Regions from separate parts of the Rattus norvegicus genome. Here region 2 is linked to region 1. Evidence: chromatin contacts called from public Hi-C data. All regions are on one chromosome and are shown on one strand. Each heading gives the region's core, a stretch centred on a gene start, on an enhancer-like site or on the middle of the called end of the contact. The rest is flanking DNA. Distances are from core to core; before and after follow the strand shown.

Region 1 (2,691 bases), core at 112-2,611:
AATAAATAAACACACTGACAGTTTCCACTACCAGGGAGCTCACTCCTGTTCTTCATCCAAGTGAAAGGCCTTCTGCTCTGTTTCCCTTTCCCATTGAGAGATGCCCAAGAGGGGCAGCCTCTTGCTGCTGCTTAGGGAGTCAAACTCTGCCTCCCCTCCAGCCTGCAGTTTGGGGTGGCACTGGCTCCACCAGGTGCAGAGAAGGTAAGCTGTTGGGGAGACAGCTCCTGAAACCTGCCAGTGGTGGCTCTTGCAGGGTTCGGGCCAGAGAGTAACTGCCAAGGAGACAGCTGGTGCCGGACTGCCCACGTCGGTGCCAGGACACATATCCACTGCCTGGCAAGAAGCTATGGGAAAGGGGTTGAGGATTTAGCTCAGTGGTAGAGCGCTTGCCTAGGAAGCGCAAGGCCCTGGGTTCGGTCCCCAGCTCCGGGGAAAAAAAAAAGAAAAAAAAGAAAAAAAAAGAAAGCTATGGGAAAAGGCTGTAGCTGCGCTGCCTTTAGCTCTCTACGCTCTCCTTAACCAACATTCTCCCAAACCTTGGTACCTACATAAATTGACCACTGATGCAAGATCTTAAGCTGGAGAGAACGAAACTCATAGCCTTGGAGTGAAAGTGGCACTCTTCTCTTTGTGGCCTTGCACCACCGGTGCTGGCAGCCATCCTCAACATGACTGCTCTACCCTAGGGCAGTTTTGGCTTTTCTTCTAACTCGCCTGAACTCTGGGGTCTCACATTTGGCCCAGGCGTAGCCCTCACGTGAGGCCTGCAGGCTTGTACCACCCAGCCTGACTCAGCTGCAGCCTTTGCAAAAAACCTTTACCACCCCGTGACTCAGTTTCTCCAACTGTTCACGTGGGCAAGAGCGTGAGGCACCACAGTGGAATGCGGAGGGTGCTCAAAACAGCTTCTCTGCAGTGCGTGCTTTTAGGCGGGGCACCAAAGGCAAGAATTCATGCCACCCAAAGCATTCTTTCTGGTCGTGCCCTGCACCGGCCACTGCTTTGGGCGCCAATGATTCTGCCAGGTGCACTGCCGGACCGCGGCGGAGACAACGGTCAGACCATTGACAGGGCCTTGCGGGGAGACGGCGGGTGCGCGCGCCAGTTCCAGGCCGGTTTCCAGTACCCGCAGCCTGACGCAATCTTACGCACCCTTGCTGCATGCCAGTTCTGGGGAAACCTTCTCCGCCGTTGCATCACTCCTGCTAGGTCTGCCATGGAGGAGGAGCCGAACCAATCAGCACGCGCGTTGGCCCAGGGGCGGGCTGCTCTGGTACCCACTCGGAGGGCGGCGCGGTTAACCGAGAAGCAACATCCAAAGGTGATTGGCCAGAAAGAGATTTGCCCCGCCCCAATCACCGGGACAGCTGGAGGCAGTCAGAGGGCCTTCCTGGCCGGAGGGTTTAAAGAGCGCCTCTGGAGGGACCACTCAGCTGGAACGACCGATCGGTGCCAGGCCAGGTGTACGCGTCCGTCGGTCCTTCCGTGCCCGTGCCGGAGACCAGCCCCGGAGGCCGCCCGGGCCCGTCCCTGCGCCCGGCACCATGAAGCAGGAGTCCGCAGCCCAGAGCACCCCGCCTCCTTCACTGTCCCCTGCACCATCCGCGCAGCCTTCCTGGGAGGATGGCGACCCCCAAGCCCTGTGGATTTTCGGGTACGGCTCCCTAGTGTGGAAGCCTGACTTTGCCTACAGCGACAGCCGTGTGGGCTTCGTACGTGGCTATAGCCGACGGTTCTGGCAGGGAGACACCTTCCACAGGGGCAGCGATAAGATGGTGAGCATCCTTCTGTACCCAGAGGACTGGGGTGGGGTTGGCAGGAGAGTGGGCACCCAAGTCCTGGAATGTCAGGGACCCTGGGTTAACTAAGGGAAATGTGTAAACCTGGTTTGTGGGGTTTTTTTTTTTTTTGTTTTGTTTTTGTTTTTGTTTTTTTCCTTTTTTTTTTTTTTTCCCCGGAGCTGGGGACCGAACCCAGGGCCTTGCGCTTCCTAGGTAAGCGCTCTACCACTGAGCTAAATCCCCAGCCCCCAGGTTTGTGGTTTAAATGTGTGTACCCAGGAATCAGGTTGGTGAGTGCACCTGTGGATTCTTGAGCTGGGCCACCCACTGTTTGTCTCTTCCATATCTGTCCATCACTCCACGTCACTAGATGAAAGGCCTTCCCCAAGGCTTGGGACATGGGCTGGCGCTCTTGGCTGTTGACAGAGACAATTACTCTTCCTCCTCTTCTTCCTCTCCCTCTTTCTCTTCTTCCTCTCCCTCTTCCTCTTCTCTTCCTCCTCTTCTTCCTCTCCCTCTTCCTCTCTTCCTTCTCCTTTTCCCCCTCCTCCTCGATCTTACCTACTTCTTGCTATGTGGCCTCAAACTTATGACAAACCTCCTCCCTCTCAGTCTCTGGAGTGCTGGGACCACAGGCTCAAGTCACAACAGCATTAAAGCTCAGTCCTCCCCCCCCCCCCCCCCCGCTCTCTCTGTGTCTGTCTCTCTGTCTCTCTGTCTCTGTGGTGTGTGTGTGTGTGTGTGTGTGTGTGTGTGTGTTTGTTGCTGGAGATTGAACCTAAAAACTTGATAGGCAAGTGTCCCTGCCACTAAGGTACATTCACAGTCCTTTTGGAAGTGCTAATATCTAATTTGTCTTTTTCAAAATCTTGCTTTCCTGTCTAGCCTGGCCGAGTGGTGACCCTCC
Region 2 (2,691 bases), core at 114-2,613, 50 kb after region 1:
CCCACACACACAGAAAAATTCACACATACCCTTAAGTAATATAAGTAAAATAAATTAACACAAAAACTTAGCAATACAAGTGTAGGATAAAATTTCCTTGACTATATCTTACTCTGGCGCCCAGACTGGTCTCAAGATTGCCTTGGGAGCCGCTGCTTCCAAATGCAAGAATTGTAAGCATCATGAACAGCTCGAGTGAAGATGCTTCTTTTGATATCAATTATGTACGGAAAATCTGGGTACAATTAATGTAATTTAACCACAGAAAATAAGGATTATACAAATCTTGAGTTGTAATCATCAAAGAAGTTAGTTTCACTCTAGACTATATTGTCTATTTACCTACAACCGTACTTGGACTTAATACAGTTAGAGATACAAGTCAATGTTTTAAAAGTTCTGATTAGACAAAACAAAATTCTAGAAGGCAACAGTGTAGTTTGAATGCCCTCTAGGGGCTGGAGAGAACTCACACTCCCTGTTTGCTGGCTGCTGGAGTGTCTATGGATCTATGAACCAACGTTGCAGGGACACGCCTTGGCCTCATTCTCACTCTCTTTAAATGTGCACTCATTCTAAGTCCCCTTTGCACCAAAATACTCAACCAGTGTGAGACATGAGTGGATGGGAGCAAAGACTTCTCCAATAAAGGAAAAGGCACAGTGTCAATATGTAGAAAACAAACAACACAAAACTCACCTACAATTACCCCCACCCCACCCCCACAGCCCCGTTAGGGCTACCCTAACAGCTCAGATAACTAGGGTAGAAGGAGATGAGTGGGGAGCCATCTGTTAAAGGTCAAGGGGCAGAAGGAAGGCAGGCATAGGGCAACTCATCATAGAGCAAAGACCTTGTGAATGGCTCCTAGGATAACATACTGGTCACATGTTCTGAGCACTGCCAGGACATCCTGGCCAAATAGTCTTTAGTCTCAGTGAGACTTTTTCCTGGAAGGATCCCTCATAAATAAGTCTTGTATGAAGGGAATGTAAATGGCTTTTTATAGGCACTCTTGTTTACTCTGGCTGACCTTTGAGCCACAGGGCTTTTGAGTTGAAACTACATTTTTTTCTTTTGATGTCTTTCACTAATAATAATGAAAATATTTGGTGAGGCATGCCTTTTGTTTTTTGTTGTTGTTTTTTTTTTTCCTTTTCTTCGGAGCTGGGGACCAAACCCAGGGCCTTGCGCTTGCTAGGTAAGCGCTCTACCACTGAGCTAAATCCCCAACCCCATGCCTTTTGTTTTGAAAACCACCTGTCTTTTTCTCTATTTTAAGATGTCATTCAGACTTACAGGTTGAGAACTATCTTATGTGATAGTTCCCTTTGAAGCCACAGGAGGGTACTGGAACCCCTGGAACTGGAGTTAAGGTCAGTTAAGGTCACATGTCAGTGCTGGAAACTGAACCCAGATCCTCTGTAAGAACAGTATGTGCTTTAACAGGCTTCAGCCCCAACAGGAATGTTTTCAAAACTACTGGCACTACTGGGCTTGCTCAATTAACTCTTCTAAGTTCATTAGGAGATTAGCTGAGAATGATGGTTCATGCCTGTAATTCCAATACTCGAGAGGCTGAGGCAGGACAATTACTGGACTTGAGCTGCATATCAAGATGCTGCTAACAACAACAACAACAACAACAACAACAACAACAACAACAACAACAAAAACTAACACTGAAAAAAAAATGGCTGAAGAGATGGCTGGGTAGCCTGAGGAGAAGGAAGTCCCTACCATCCACCTGAAGATCAGGGGACAGTGACACACCTCTGTAATCCCAGTATCCTTACACAGGTAGGTCCCAGGGCTTGCTGGCCAACTGAGTACCTAAGAGCAAACTCCTGGTTCCTGGGAAGACACCTAACATTGACCTGTGGCCTCCACACCTCTCTCTTCCTCCTTCCCAATCTCCCTATTCCCCCAACCAGGTCAGCTAGAAAGCTATAAACTCAGTCACCAGATTTCAAAATTTTAGAGATCTGGGGGTAATTTAGGATAGAGTGAGAGATCCTGCTTTAACAAGAGGATCTGCCACTCAAAGAGCCTGGGTTATATGAGAACTTGACTCAAGAAAGCAAACAAACAAGTAAAACAATAAATAAACAAAATAAAAGAAAGTAATAAATACAAATAGCTAGATATTTCATTCTCTTCTCAAGTATTAAAAAGATAAATACTAACCAGACATATAACTAAAGTCCAGAGTAGTTCTTTTTCACACTGTAAAATCAAGATTATTTCCCTTAAAATCTTTTCTCAATTTTTAAAAATGAGGCTAGCCTTAAAATGGGCATGGTGACACACATTTTTACTCCCAGCACTCAGGAGGCAGAGGCAGGTGGATCTCTATGAGTTCGAGGTCGGCCTAGTCTACAGAGTGAGTTCCAGGACAGCCAGGACTGTTATTTACAGAACAAAATGCAACAAAATGAATGTGGTTACCCTACATGTAAGTCTGTGTACCAGTGTATGCAGAATCCAGAAAAGGGTCTCAGATACCTTGGGACTGGATTTAGTGGGACAGGACTTAGAAGGCCACTGTCTGGGTGCCAAGAACCCAACCCAGGTCCTCTGGAAGAGCAGGAAGTGCTTAAATTCTGTGCTATGTCTCAAGCCTTTTATCGATTTTTTTTTCAATTCTCCAAATGTAAGTAGGAACACTAAGAATGGGGTTTAACAGACCTG

What was found. Hi-C and Micro-C count contacts between places; a contact is called where the count stands out from the background.
Region 2: a Hi-C map of psoas muscle shows a contact between it and region 1, with 2.6 times the contacts expected there. The contact joins the enhancer-like site here to the promoter of Chac1 in region 1. A contact is called at or near these places in 4 of 12 Hi-C or Micro-C datasets (Schwann cells, kidney, liver and 1 more).

Annotation. Positions count from the first base shown.
Region 1 is chr3:126,794,770-126,797,460 of GRCr8, forward strand. It overlaps Chac1 (ChaC glutathione-specific gamma-glutamylcyclotransferase 1), which reads left to right and starts at 1,362. Exons shown (of 3, transcript NM_001173437.1): 1 at 1,362-1,778; 2 at 2,670-2,691. The coding sequence starts at 1,548.
Region 2 is chr3:126,844,613-126,847,303 of GRCr8, forward strand. All of the region lies in intron 28 of Ino80 (INO80 complex ATPase subunit), which reads right to left. Among named protein-coding and RNA genes, the nearest start is that of Chac1, 50 kb to the left of the region's middle. Within about 2 kb of position 1,364, at least 6 of the 93 cell types and tissues checked have an H3K27ac peak or open chromatin away from gene starts, as enhancers often do.